Regions from separate parts of the Triticum aestivum genome. Here region 2 is linked to region 1. A link is a contact called in public Hi-C data. All regions are on one chromosome and are shown on one strand. The core of a region is the stretch at or near the end of the contact, and the rest is flanking DNA. Distances in the headings are between cores, read along the strand shown. Region 1 has its middle 58 kb from the start of LOC123135078. Region 2 holds the start of LOC123139887 (probable protein S-acyltransferase 15).

The links. A called contact is a pair of places that touch in the nucleus more often than the background predicts.
Region 2: a Hi-C map of leaf shows a contact between it and region 1, with 2.9 times the contacts expected there. The contact joins the promoter of LOC123139887 here to the enhancer-like site in region 1. A contact is called at or near these places in 4 of 5 Hi-C or Micro-C datasets (leaf and an unstated tissue).

Annotation. Positions count from the first base shown.
Region 1 is chr6B:711,655,508-711,658,488 of IWGSC CS RefSeq v2.1, forward strand. No RefSeq gene overlaps it. Among protein-coding and RNA genes, the nearest start is that of LOC123135078, 58 kb to the left of the region's middle. Within about 2 kb of position 1,589, at least 8 of the 8 cell types and tissues checked have an H3K27ac peak or open chromatin away from gene starts, as enhancers often do. A contact at or near this core is called in leaf, where this site is marked.
Region 2 is chr6B:711,775,854-711,779,181 of IWGSC CS RefSeq v2.1, forward strand. It overlaps LOC123139887 (probable protein S-acyltransferase 15), which reads left to right and starts at 1,802. Exons shown (of 7, transcript XM_044559582.1): 1 at 1,802-2,135; 2 at 2,465-2,557; 3 at 2,640-2,741; 4 at 2,818-2,886. The coding sequence starts at 1,857.

The DNA of each region.
Region 1 (2,981 bases), core at 339-2,838:
TTGGTTCCAACACCCACCAGACTCACCATTAGTCTTAAGGAATTGTTTAGTGCAATGAAACAAAGGACAGTACGAGGAGAAAGTGCACACATGATTGCACTGCACGTCTACTTGTGTAGCTACCTCACCAAAAGGGTAAAAACTAGGAAGGTTGCTCCACCAAAGGACGAGCCCCTCAGGTGGCTGATTAAGAGGAACTGTTTGACACTATTTGTGTTGAACATCAACTCCTGTATGTGAGATTTGAAAAGAAAATGTTGAAGTCATTTCTAGATCTACTCGTACAAATGATCGGTGGACAATAACATGTGGATTCGTGTGTCGCTACATAGTGAATTATAGATCTAGCTAGCCGTTCAAGATAATGAAGGACAATAACCCATGCATAGGACGACCGACACATAGCCGCATAGACTGACACAACATGTGAAGTAAAATCACGTACAATCAACATCGTAACTTGTGGGGTCCTTGTGAGCTGGGAATCTGAACAATAATAGTCGGTAACCTAACGACGATTTTTTGCCTGTAGCAACAATTTGCTCTGTCGCTTTCTATGCGTCACATATTGTATGATGTGACTAGTACCCCAAACAAAAATACCAATGTGGTCAATACCTTGGGCGGAGATGTGAAGCAAGTGGTTTTTCTCGCGCAAGTGTGGTCCTTGTTTTCTTAAAAAAAAGGTGAACCTATTCTATTCTAGCCGCCAACCCGTCAAACAAATTCATTCTAGCAAAGAAAAAAAAATACATCTACTCCCTCACATGGCACCATGGTTGAAGCAAATCAGGAAATGGCCTGATAGAGCCTAGGGTGTGATCCATCATATAAAGGGAATCTGGAATGTCTAATTTCTACATTTCAAAAAATACTTTCCTCATAAATATACACAATCATCATTTTCTTCCTCGCAATAGGCATAGAAATCGCCGTTTTCTCATTGGAGTTGAATCTTGAAAAAGGGGAAGATAGACATGGGGAAGCTTTCCGACGGAAGCTACCGGTGGCCTTATCATTTTCCTTGCATTCACCTATCTGTCGATGCGGTCAATACCTAATCAGAGACAAGAGATAGGTGGTTTATCCTTGCGCACCAGGTATGTGTGCGCCCCCGGTTTTCTTGAGCGGTGTCGAGCTAGTCTAGTCACCACCCTGTCAACATATTTAGTCATCAAGCAGAAAATTGACATGTGTCATGCATCTATTTTTATTCTGCGTGTGATGACAGATGCTCGAAGCAAAAATAGACTATCTAAATAGAGATGGGTGTAGTCCATGGTGAAAATAAAACCGTGCCTTTTAAGCACGGAATTCCATTCCTCAAAAAACCATGGAATCGTCATTTTTCTCTCCCTGAAATTGGAGTGGAAGGGTTGAAACCTGGAAGGAGGTGAAGGAAAAAACCATGGGAAGTGGAGGAAGAAAAACCATGGGAAAGTGGCGTGAATGTGACCGATGATGGGTGCGCGGGTTGAGAGGGTGGTGGTGGCGGGCCCAGGTGCCCGCGATGTGGGCAACAACCTAGTACCGATCCCATTGAGCCCAATGCAGGTGGGCCCCCACCGCACCGCACCACCACCACCCGCTGCCTGCCCACCAGACTCTCACGAGCCGGCGTACTATCCAATGCCGCCCCCGGCCCCACGGCCCAGTCAGCACTGCCTCCTCGCTCTCGCACTCTCTCGAGCAGTAGCAGTAGTAGTACTGCTACTTGGCAGCTGATCCTACCGTCAGCTCCACGCTGTGTGTGTTCGTCTTAACACACGCAGACACACAGAGGATGTCATGGGTCACCTCACCATTGAGTGGTCGATGGCAATGGCGAGACAAGGCAGCAATGGCACGGGTGCATGGTACCTAGTACCATGCATGGACGATCGCATTTTTTTTTTTTTGAGGGGAGACGATCGCATTATTTGAGATGTGGATAGAAAGCAATGCACATTTACATGGCTGAGGCTAGGCGCCCCAAGTCGGCAGCCTAGAAAACCTCACATCCACCCTCATATAACTAGCTAATTGCCCACTGCCCTACGGAGGCGAATGCTGTTTCTGACGAATTAGCTAGGCTAGAGCGACCTCGACTCCACTTCCCGCGTGGATAGAGGAACCACTGGCATCAATTGTTAGGTGGCTGCTGGATGATGTATCAGTACTTTGATTTAATAAAGATTCCAAAGTTTTTTTAAAAACTAGCTAATTGCCCATGCGTTGCAACGGGGCATATATATTCTAGTGATCCTCTCGTCCAACTCTCCATGATAATTTTCATAATTAATGTGATTCTTCCATCCAAAGAAAGATACTCTCCATAAGTAACTTGATACCCCCGTTCGAAGAATAATACTCTCCATAACTAACGTGATCCTTACGTCTAACGAATGATACTCTCCATGATTAGTGTGATCCTCCCGTCCAAAGAATGATACTCTTCATATTTCACATGAAACCAACAAACATATGAAACCAAACCAAGACATACCATCGCAACAGAATACTTCCCTTTACTAGTAGATATATTACGAGATCACTCTCCCTAAGACTATTGTTTCCCACCTTCTTCCATTCATAGAAATAGGTACGGATCTTATGGACGATCGCTTTTGCGAGCATGGAGGCTGTTTTGAACACCCGATGATTCTTCTTGAGCCAGATGCTCCGAAGAGTGCACAGGACCACTGAGTTAACGCCTTTTCATAGCTTAGGAGGGATGACATGTTGGAGGGTTGCCCACCAGGATAGGGTTTCACTAGTTGCGACCGGCGCATGGTTCTGTAGACCGATCCAGCGCAACACTTGCTCAACAACCTCACACGCAAACATACATTGCACCATCAGGTGCTCGATAGTCTCCATGTGTTGGCAGCAAAGTGGACACGAGCCTGATGTGGGAGGCCTCTCTTGGCCAGGTGATACGCCCATTTTGCATCATGTTTTCCTACTCTTATTTATTATGTTTTGGGTCATTATTTCACTTT
Region 2 (3,328 bases), core at 552-3,051, 120 kb after region 1:
GCAAATTCGTGAACATTTATAAAATCATGAAGTATTTTTGGATTCATGAATATTTTTAAGAAATCGTGAAAAACATTCAAACTCATGAACATTGTTTACAAATTCGTGATTTTTTTTCAATGATGAACAATTTTTTGAATTAGCGAACATTTTATTTGCAAATTCACAAACATGTATATAATTGTGCACATTTTCTTCTGAAACTCATGAATATGCTTTTGAATCGGTGGATTTTTTTCTGAATCGAGAAACAACTATTGAAATTGGGGAGCACTTTTTGAAATTCACAAATAGTTTTGACAAACTTTTCCTGAATCAGCGACCATTTTTTGAATCAACGATCCTTTTTTTGTAATTTAAAAACATTTTTTGTATTTGTGAACATTCTAAAACAATGATGACCATTTTTTGAATTCATAAACATTTTTAAAATTCATGAATATTTGTTTAATACAAAAATATTTTTTTCAAAATCCAAAATCATTGACATATTTTATTTCCTGATATTATTTTTGAAATCATGAACTTTTTTGAATATACAAATATATTTTCAAAACAAGAACATTTTTGGAATGCACGAACATTTTATGATTTCTTGAATGTTTTTTAAAATTCACAATTATTTTTTAAATTTTGAAGTTTTTTGAAATTTAAAATTATTTATGGGAGAGAAAAGCAAGACAAAAATAAAAAAATATAAAAACATGCACCCACATGTGGTCCAGCCCAAAAGGGCACGTGGGGAAGCGGGTGTGCGCTAGCTCATTAGCAAGTGCATAGCACCCAAATAGGCAAAAATCCTTTTTGAGCCCGGGCTCATCTGCACCCGTGTTGAATAAGAAAGTTAAAATAAATACTAGAAAAATTTAAAATTTTCAATTTTTCCCATGGTAGACAATTTGGTGCGTGAGGCCCGCTCCAATTTTCAAATCATTTGGACAAATGAGCAACTCTCGGTAAACAAGACAAATTCAGGGTCTGTAAAATAGTTTACTGTTCATGTACTATTTTGACCTAATTTGTCTTTTTTTTTCTGAGAGCTAATCAGATATACAAATGAGCTATAATTTTGAGCGAGCCTCTCGGAATAATTTTTCTACCATGGGAAAACGTAGAATTTTTTGAATTTTTCTAGTATTCTTTGTGAATTTTTTCTGGACAGGTGCAGATGAGTCTGGGCACCGAATCGCTACACTGCCGAATAGGGGCTCTCTTTCACGAGTAGTTTAGCATCTTTTTTCTTCAATAGCATTAGGAACACCTGGTTGGGGTGGTGCATCAAGCTCCCATCCAGACGGAAACATTGGTTGATGGCATCGAGGACATCACCTTTGACCGTTTGCTAGGAAAAATTTGTTGGAGCTAAGATGATTTGACTATTTATTTTCAAATCACTAGGACAATCCCCGCGTGCTGCAACAAATATTCCATTACGTTAGCTCGTGATTTACCTATATATATTTATGCCATTGTGTAAATAACTTTTTATCAAATCCTGCTCGTGAATTATCTTAGATTTTGATGAGAAGTTTGGTAAAAAAATTCAAGTAGAATTAGTGCAGAAGATAAGTAAATGAAGGTGATTGAATATCATTTCTCTGAATTGAGGTAATTGATAGGGGGAAGATTGGACGAAAGGGTGGTGGAAAGAATGAACCTTGCATTCTTTTTTTTTTGAGTGGTTCCTTGCATTCTTTTGTAAAGTCGTAGAGAAGAGAGATAGGGATAGTATCTGTGGCCCATCAGCCCAGTAGTGTTTATGCTGGAAGCCAAGCCCAAATATTAAGGCCTGAGGGAAGCTCGGGAAGGGCCCGAGACCGAGAAGAAAGGGGACGAAGCGCCCGACCTCGCCGGAGATGGCGCGCAGGAGGGGCGTTGCCGCGGCGGTGGCGGCGGCCGCGACCTCCCCGGCCCTCGTGGCGGCCGTCTCCTTGATGGCGCTGGTGTACTACTACACGGTGTTCGTCTTGCTGGACCACTGGCTCGGCCTCGGCACGACGGCCGGCGCCGCCCACGCGGCCGCCTTCTCCCTCCTCCTCGCCGCCTGCTTCTTCTCCTTCCTCTGCGCCGCGGCCGCCGATCCCGGATCCGTGCCCTCTGCCTTCTCCCCCGACGCCGAGGACCCGCAGGGACAGGTCCCAGATCTCTCTCGCCTTCTTCTTCGTCCTCCTGTTAGATTTCCTTGGAATTTAGGTTCTTGATTCAACTGCAGCGTCTCCAAGTTTCAATTGACCTGGAATTTTCCATAGTGAATTCAACCTGACACCTAGTTCATATCACAGTAGATCAGCTATCTGTGGATCGATCACGTTGAGCTAAATGCGAATCCATTGTGTTTTTCCCTTCTTGATTTCATCTCATCTCAGAGCTGCTAGTAGTTGTTGCCATAGCTATGAATTTAGGAGCAACAAAATTTTGAATATTGGAGAGCTCCCTGATAAAGCTCGATATTTGGTCACAACAGGGACTGAAATCAAGGTATTGTGACAAGTGTTGCATCCACAAGCCTGCCCGAACCCACCATTGTAAGGTCTGCAAAAGGTGTATTCTGAAAATGGTAGGTGCGGCTATCTATGTTCATTCTGTTAGCTGCGAAATGAAGCCGTGCTGAAAATGCCCGGGTATGGTTTTAATATCAGGATCACCACTGTGTCTGGATTAACAACTGTGTGGGCTATACAAATTACAAAGCCTTTATCATCTGTGTCCTGAATGCAACCATTGGGTCCCTTTATTCGTCGGTAAGTTACTACATTGAACAAAAGTTGGCACGTTTTCAACGAACATTTCTCATGGCCGTGTCAAAGTATATTGCAGGTGATATTTGTATGCGATCTTCTACGAACAGAGCACGACTTTGGTATTCATTATGTGAAGATCATCCATGTAAGTGAGCTGACCATTGTTTTGAATTACGAGCTCACTGTGCAGTCAGCAATCTCTTGCAGCTACCATTCAATATTAGTTACCATGCCATTATCCATTGGCAAGATATTTTTCATTTATCTTCTATATATTGGCATTATTATGCCTAATGTCAGAAATATTTGACTTTTTACTTGTTCTGTCATGAAGGCCAAAGAACATTTCTGTCCTGTTGTATCTTCATGATGATACACTAGCCAAACCCACAGGTTGATTCGGGTACTAACAGGGACAGGAACCATCACGCTAGTCTTGTGCTGGAAGTCTGGTCTGCGATATGGATACGGGTATTGGTATCACGCCAATTCAGAGGCATTTCTGAAATGCGCCTGTATGGGGATACGCTTGACCATTAAAATTCCATAAATAGTCCTTTACTAGGAACAGTAGATTAAATTGATGT